Linked DNA regions of Oryctolagus cuniculus: region 2 is linked to region 1. Evidence: chromatin contacts called from public Micro-C data. All regions are on one chromosome and are shown on one strand. Each heading gives the region's core, a stretch centred on a gene start, on an enhancer-like site or on the middle of the called end of the contact. The rest is flanking DNA. Distances are from core to core; before and after follow the strand shown.

The links. Hi-C and Micro-C count contacts between places; a contact is called where the count stands out from the background.
Region 2: a contact with region 1 is called in a Micro-C map of ear pinna, with 1.8 times the contacts expected there. The contact joins the enhancer-like site here to the promoter of ERAP1 in region 1. A contact is called at or near these places in 3 of 6 Hi-C or Micro-C datasets (ear pinna, psoas muscle and an unstated tissue).

The regions. Positions count from the first base shown.
Region 1 is chr14:19,479,839-19,483,954 of mOryCun1.1, reverse strand. It overlaps ERAP1 (endoplasmic reticulum aminopeptidase 1), which reads left to right and starts at 1,913. Exons shown (of 19, transcript XM_002713943.5): 1 at 1,913-2,041.
Region 2 is chr14:19,528,834-19,532,949 of mOryCun1.1, reverse strand. It overlaps LOC138845143 (a long non-coding RNA gene), which reads left to right. Exons shown (of 4, transcript XR_011381936.1): 4 at 3,942-4,116. Among named protein-coding and RNA genes, the nearest start is that of ERAP1, 49 kb to the right of the region's middle. Within about 2 kb of position 1,844, at least 3 of the 8 cell types and tissues checked have an H3K27ac peak or open chromatin away from gene starts, as enhancers often do. A contact at or near this core is called in ear pinna, where this site is marked.

The DNA of each region.
Region 1 (4,116 bases), core at 664-3,163:
CGTGCTAAGTTTTAAAGATGCTTATTCAGTGAGAGAAATGCACGGGAGAGTGACACTGAGCTTTATTTAGGGGAGAGAGAAGTCTAGAAGCTAAGTTGAGTCCATCCCAAGCAGAAAGCAGGCCAGAAGCAAGCCACATGGAGCAAGCGTGCAGGCAGGTAGCCAGAGAGTGGGCAGCCCAAAGGCCTCATGCATCTAAGGTGCAGGTAGCAAGGGCAATAAAGGGGGGGGGGGCACCATGTTCCAGGCCTTTTATCCACTCCCAAAGGGGCGTGGTTACGTAGCCTGATTGGCAGGTGAGCATCCAGGTGGGATCAGGTAGGGGCTTGAGATCACACAGAGGCGTGGTGAGGGCGTGGTCTTCCAGATCACAAACCTAATGGATTTTACGCTATCTGCCTGCCTACACCAATATGAGAATGCTTGCAAACTGCAACACTTCACAGGACTTTGTTAGCTGTCAAGAGCTCAAAACAAGTGTCTCCGGCTCTTAATTTGATATCTGTGCTTTTCTGTTTCTGATTATAAATAAAATGACACAGATTTTGTTCAGCAGGACAGCTTGCAATCGGGCACCTAGGGGGAAAAGTGTCATCCTCTTTATCGAGAATATGAAGATATTCTTTCTAAAATTAGCATTAAAAGAATTGAGTTCTGGGGCCCTGGGAGCTAGGGAGATATCTCAGGGCCCTCAACGTGTGTGTGTGTGTGTGTGTGTGTGTGTGTGTGTGTGTGTTGGGGGAGGGGGCAGTGGGCAGAACCTGAATGGAAGCAGCTGCCCTGTTAATCGGAACAGCTCTGCTTTGGTGAGTTTTCTACGTCTTGATTCTGGGTAAGATTTTCTATCAAAAAGGACAGTGGTAAGATGGTCTTCCCGCCTTCTTCTCTGTCAGCCCCCAGGGCTGCTCTGGCTCGTCCGCCCTGCCCTCCCGCCTCTCAGAGCTATTGTAAAAGAAAGCTGACTGGAAACCGAACGGGAAACCAGGACAGACCTCGCAGAAGGAAAGCGAGGACGTGAATGGGTCTGATGGACGGGAAGCCACGGCCCCCGCCCGCCTCCCTCCTCCGAACCCGCAGAAACCACCGGCTCCCGGGACGAACCCCAAGCTTGCTGCGTGTTAATAAAAAACAAACAGAAAACCTCCCCTGGATGCCGCCCCAGATGAGTCTGGGACACGGCGCCCATGTTTGTGTTAGAAAACGGCCCGAGACCGCAGAGAAGACGCAGAACTCAATGTTGTATGCGAAAGGAGGCCTGCGATGGCTGGGCGACACCGTTCCCAGGCGTCCTCACCCAGCCCTCCGACGGAGGCAGGAGACAGCCCGGGCTGCCCCCAGGGGCCACGGCCGCGCACAACCTAAGGCGTCTGAAAACGCTGGGGGCACGGTTAAGACAAGCCTCCGAGCCTAGCGGGGCTCACGGCGCCCCCTGGCGGTGAGCGGTTGGGGATGTCCCGGCCCTTCGCTCCTGCACGGCCCGCCCAGCCTCTCGGCGCGCACCCGCGGCTCGGCTTCCGGCAACAGGCGCGAGAGTCCCCGGGGACAAGTTTCTGGGGCGGGCCCTCAGAGCTCTGCATCCATTCGCAGAGAGAGGATGACGGACACCCCCTGCGTCCAATGGGCGTCGTGCTCGTGCCGGCCTGGCGGACCCGCGAGCTCCAGCCGGGCATCGGACCCCCTCCGAAGCGGCCGCGTGGTCCTGCATCCCGCGGCCAGCCACGCAAAGCCAAACCCAGCTCCCAGAGACACTGCGAGGGAAGGGCCAGCCTTGAGAGGGGCGCTGCTGCCCGCCCGATCCTTGCCTTGCCATCCCGGGCCTGCAGCCCCCACTTCCCGACCCCCGCCTTGGGGACGGCGGCCTCGCACTAGGCCCCGCTCCCGGGGTTCCCCACCAGCGCCCCTTTCGGCCGGGGCTATTCGGGGCCTGCAGCTGGGGCTCGGGCCGCGCGCTCCTCCACGCCCGCCCGCCCGCCGCCGGCCCCGCTTTCACTTTCGGTCGCGGAGGCTCCAGGCGGGCGGCGGCGGCGGCGGCGGCGCGAGGGTGAGCAGGGGCGCGGGGCCCGGGTGCGGGCAGGGGGCTGCGGGGCGGGCCCCTTCCCTGAGGGCTCCCGGGAGGGCCGCGGGCGCCGCGGGCACCAGCCCGGCGGGAGGAGGCGGCGGGCGCCGGCCGGCTGCTGCTCTGCGCTGGCTCCGTGCGCGCCCCGGCCGGGTGCAGCCGGCCCCTCGTGGGCCGGGGGCTGGGGACCCCGCGCGAGGGCGGCTGAGAAAGGAGGGTGGCCCCTGGCTGAGCCCTGGGGAGGGGCGGGCCGCAGGTGTCCCCCGGGTCGCTGCCCAGCCGCCTTAACCCGTACTCACCCGTATTTCTCGCTCCCGCTTCGCTCGGGAGCTACCCGGGTTTTATTATTTAATTATCTTAAGCAAATTAAATGTCCCTGCGGGTGCCTCCCAAGCCAGGTGGGCCTCGGAGTTAATCCGTGAGAGGAAGGGGAAGCAGGTGCTTCCCCAGTGCTCTCGGCCAATGGACGTTTATGGTGCGGGCCAGTTCAGAAACGGCTGTTTTCTAGAGAATGCCCGAATTTACTCTGAACTTAGGCTGTGGTCAACAGTCTGGCGGTGGGGTGGGGTGGGGGGAGCACTAGGCAGACTTTACAGGATTGGTTAGAGTCCCTTCCCTGAGGATTTGGCCATGCACCACGTATTCCAGTTAAGGCCCGGTTGCCAGCGGCCTCCTTGGTGAGGCAGAATCGAAAGCAGCCTACACAGAGTCGTTGCAAAGGCACCTTAGACTCTTCCTGGCGGAGAGGTGAACTTAGCCAACAGCCTGCTGCCCTTCCATCGGGATCACTGAAAGTGAAAGACGCTCTGCTTGTGGCTGGTCCGATGCCAAAGGGAGATCCTTTCAAAAACTGTTTGAGGCAGTACAGTCAGGTTCAGGGACATTGTTGAAAGCCTTTAGCTCCACGCTCTAGACCTGTGCCTTTAACTGCCTGTCTGCTTGATCCCCTTGGACGTCTCAGACATCACAAACTAAACCAAACGATGAACAAGATTCCCCTTCCATCCCGGCAATACAATTCAATCTGTTCCTCCCGAAGTCCCCCCCCAGCTCAGAGAAGATGCTCATTCTAGACACCTGGCCCCCAGGCCTGATGCTGACCTCTCTCACCCCCGACTTGGGTTTGCCCTGATACAAATGATGGGTCCATCCAGCGGGGCCTCTTCCACCTCTGCACAAGCCACAGGCTGAAGCCCTGCCCGGGTTCCTAACTGGCCTCCTCCCTTCATTCTCAGTGCTTTCCAGCCTTCCACTGTACACACAGCAGCCAAGCTGGTTTTTCTTAAAATGTGAACTGAGGCCGGCGCCGTGGCTCACTAGGCTAATCCTCCACCTAGCGGTGCCGGCACACCGGGCGGGTTCTAGTCCCGGTCGGGGCGCCGGATTCTGTCCTGGTTACCCCTCTTCCAGGCCAGCTCTCTGGCCCCGGAAGGCAGTGGAGGGTGGCCCAAGTGCTTGGGCCCTGCACCCCATGGGAGACCAGGAGGAAGCACCTGGCTCCTGCCTTCCGATCAGTGCGGTGTGCCAGCTGTGGCGGCCATTGTGGGGTGAACCAACGGCAAAGGAAGACCTTTCTCTCTGTCTCTCTCTCTCACTGTCCACTCTGCCTGTCAAAAAAAAAAAAAATGTGAACTGAACCCTGATACCTCCTAGCAAAAAATCCTTGCAGTGGCTCCTTACCACCCTTAGGAACCGTCCGAAGTCCTAACCAAGCCTGCAAGGCTGCCTGGTCCCAAACAGCGCCCTCTACTGTCTCTGAGCCTGCAAAGGCGCGTACAGGTCCCTCTTGGCACACTGCCTTGTCTTCGCTAACTTGTGTTTGTCCTGTGCGTCTCAGCTGAAATATTTTAGCCCCTTTGCCAGTGGAGATCCTTCTGCCTTTACACTCTTTTAGTTCATGTGTGTGGTGGTTAATGAGGCTGTGCCTTTGTCCGATCTCATTAAAAACCCCCAGCTCCTGCTGTGAGGTCAGAGACCTGGTGTTGCTGGCTCTTAGCAATTGATTCTGAATAAATACATGTAGAACCCGTTCAGTGTTCCCAACAATCCTGTGAGAGAGA
Region 2 (4,116 bases), core at 595-3,094, 49 kb before region 1:
AGCTGGACTCCATGGCAAAAGGAATAACTAGTTGGAATGACTGAAATTCTATAGCAAATGTCCATGAAGTTTAAACACGCGAGTACAATTTCTCACCAGGATCCTAATTAGTGGTGTAACAGTGCTGATTTCAAAGAAGCATTGAGTTTTGAACATTCTGCCCTGAATAATATTATCTCCGTAGGCCTTGTTATTTTTAGTGTGCAATTTTTGCAAAATGTGTGATTCTCCAGGAACACATCAGTGGTGTTATTGTGAGATGCCTGTATTTGACACCTGAACAGCAGAGGTTCAAATAAAAAACAAGGGTTCTCAGGGCTCATTGACAACATTGGCCTTCAGTGATCGGAGTGCAAGGGTTGAGCCAAAGTATCAGACTCAGAACTGAGTTATAAACTGCTATGATCCCAGATTGCTTCCACTGAGGTGGTGTCTCTCAAACCCAGCTTTTATCCACCCCGCGAATGTACATTGCACTCTCCTATACAATTGCAATTGCTACCATTATTAAGAGCCTGCACTGTCTTGCTTTATTTCTTAGAACGCTTAGGTGTATCCAGGTGCATTCAAGTAGGTTGATTTCAGAAATGTAGAACCATATCCTCGTACCTTAGGTGCTCAGCTCACCAACCAAGGTTTAAAGTAGTACATGGGGAGGATGGTCTTTCTAAAGCCACAGGTCACGGTGAGTTCCAAGTTCACACCCTCTACTGGCCAGTGTGGGGAAGGAGTTGTGCTCTGCTCGGTTTGTACCTTGTGTATACTGTGAATGAATACAACCCGTATTACCCAGAGGCTTGTTGGGGGAAGATGTGTTCACTGAACCATGCTGCTTGTAGCTGTGGCTGTTAGCTAGGAAGCACCTTCACACCTCCCAGTTTCTGACATGTGTGTGCACTCACTTCTGATTAGAGATACATAGACAAGGCACTGATGCTGACTTCGGGAGTGCTTTTCCAAACCATGTACTGTACATATTCTTTTAATAAAAAATGATTTGGCGGCAGGTGGCAGGCATTATGACACAGTGGTTTAAGCTGCCTGCCATGCCACATACCATATGAGTGACAGTTCACGTCTTGGCTATTCCACTTCTGATCCAGCTTCCTGCTAATGTGCCTGGGAAGGCAGTGGAAGATGGCCGAAGTGCTTGGACCTCTGTCACCCACATAGGAGACCTGGACAGAGTCCTGGCTCCTGGCTTCCAGCTGTTTGGGGAGTGAACCAGTAGATGGAAGATTGCTTTCTCTTTCTGTCTCTCCCTCTCTCTGTCACATGCTTTTCAAAGAAATTAAATAAATTTAAAAAATATTTATTTGCAAAGTGGAGAGTGAGACAGAAAGAGAGAAAGATCTCCCCACCCTCTGTTTGACTCCCCTTTTGCCTGCAACAGCTGGGGCTGAGCCAGGCCAAAGCCAAGAGCCAGGAACTCTATCAAGTTTCCCACATGGTTGTTAAGGTACCAACCACTTGAGCCAGAGTGTGCATTAGCAGGAAGCTGGAGCTGGAAGTGGAGTCAGGACTCGAACCCAGGCACTGTGATGCAGGTGTCCCAAGTGGTGCCTCAGCTTGTGCACTGAATGCCTGCTCCTGTAGGGTGTATATGCTTCATGGGTGTGAGGCTAAGGCCAGTTCAGTTTCTCTGTCTTGGCCTCCGATGTGCGTGTTTACTTACAAACTTCTGATCTATTTCGCCACAGTCTAGATCCTGAAGTCTGTTTGGCCCATGGGTTGTTTTGGACTAGAGCAGAGAGCAAACAGCCTCTCCCCTGGGGCCAGAGGCCACTAAGGTCCTGTACTTAGAGAACTGCTTGGCCCTTCCTTCCTCGGAAGACTTCCAGGGTTGAAGGCTGACTTGCACTTTGTTTTGGCAGAGCCTCTGGCCTTGACCCCTTACCTACCCTACTCTGTATCTGTTGAAAGAACTGATCTGGACACACCCTGTCTGCTCAGCTCAGTCTCACAACCCGGCCCCTGAAATGCATCAAGGAGCACGCTTTCCAACCACCTAAGAGAAATGTTTTAAGAAAATATCTTTACAAAACCAACTGTACAGTCATCTACAATCTGCACTATGTCAGTCCACTTTACTGTGGGGTCAATACCTTCATTTTTCATGGTGGATGAATCGTAAGTTAAGACAATTTAAAATAGTTTAGTTGTGAGAATTCCTGCAGCATGCGCAGAACTGAGATTAAATTTAAGGCAATAATAATCCCCTGTCAGGAGAAAATGAATCTGTTCATCAGGGTACTTCATTTGAAAGTAATTGAGTCACCATTTCTGTTCACATTACCATCTGAACATTGAGAAACCAAATTAAAAACTATGAGCTTGTAAGATAATTTTCTGAAAAGTTTAACTGTCAGACTTGAATATGAGACTTTGCATCTAAAATATACACTGTTCTTTCAAAAGCAGGAAAACTTTACATTTATGGAAATATGACACTATTTGTGTTATTGTTAAATAGTGGCATTACATCCTGTCCTTAAGTTTTAACTAGGACATTTTGAGAATGGATTTTTTTTCTTTCCAATATTTCTTCTAATCCAAACCTAAGAACGTAACTTTTCCTTTTTATATTATTTATTTATTTGAGAGTAGAGTTATAGACAGAGAGGGAGAAACAGAGAGAGAGGTCTTCCATCTGCTGGTTCACTCACTAAATGGCTGCAACAGCCAGAGCTGGGCAGATCTGAAGCCAGGAGCCAGGAGCTTCTTCCAGGTCTCCCACGTGGGTGCAGGGGCCCAAGCACTTGGGCCATCTTCCACTGCTTTCCCAGGCCATAGCAGAGAGCTGGATCTGAAGAGGAGCAGCTGGGACTCAAACAAGGGATGGCAGTGCTGCAGGTGGAGGCTTAGCCTACTACACCACAGTGCTGGTTGTAAAACATAACTTTTGAGGCCACAAACCTAGATATGGAAAAATCATATTAACTTTTTTCTATAACTGACTTCTATCTTGAATCCCAAATCCATCCAGTGATGGAGAGCTGGCTTTAAAAATTCAGTATCATAAAAAAAAAATTTAAAGCAAGCATTCCTCAGCTGATTCTAGGATTCTATGTTTCTCCTTCAGGGTTTATTTTTCTATAGGTGGTGTTGAGCAGGCTTTGTGTTACACACCGATAGGGGCAGTTGAAGCAGGGCCCTGGTCTCAAGTCAGCATTCATTCTTGTTGGCACCCCTTCTCACAAAAGCCATATTATTCATTGATGTTATCTCTGCCGGATTCCACACTCCTGGGTATCTGAGGAGACTTCAGAAAGTTCATGGAGGGCGGCACTGTGGTGTAGCGGGTAAAGCTGCTGCCTGCAGCACCGGCATCCCATATGGGCACCGGTTCAAGACCCAGCTGCTCCACTTCCGATCCAGCTCTCTGCTATGGCCTGGGAAAACAGTGGAAGATGGCCCAAGTCCTTGGGCCCCTGCACCTGTGTGGGAGACCCGGAAGAAGCTCCTGGCTCCTGGCTTTGGATTGGCACAGCTCTGGCCATTGAGGTCAACTGGGGAGTGAACCAGCAGATGGAAGACCTCTCTCTCTCTCTCTGTGCTTCTACTTCTCTCTGTGTGTAACTCTGACTTTCAGATAAATAAATAAATCTTTAAAAAAAAAGTTCATGTAAAATTCATATTGTAAAAAAAAAACTGCATGTGGATATCATTTTTTTTTTTTGCAGCCAAACAACTTACTCATTTCTTTTAACTCCGTTTTTCCACAAATTTTTTGAAGTAGCCTGGTCTCAGGCCAGAGCATTCCAGAGCCCCTGTCCTTGTGGCATCAGATGAGGAACTCCAATGGCCTTGGTCACCATAATAGAAGACGACGGGTGGGTGGGGGGCCGGTGCTGTGGCATAGTGGGTAAAGCCACCTCCTGCAGTGCCAGCATCCCATATGGGCACCAGTTTGAGCCCTATCTGCTCTGCTTCTGATCCAGCTCTCTGCTGTGGCCTGGGAAAACAGTGGAAGATGGCCCACGTCCTTGGGCTCCTGCACCCACATGGGAGACCTGGAGGAGGCTCCTGGCTTCAGATCAGCCCAGCTCCAGCCGTTGTGGCCACTTGAGGAGTGAACCAGCTGATGGAAGATCTCTCTCTCTCTCTTTCTCCCTC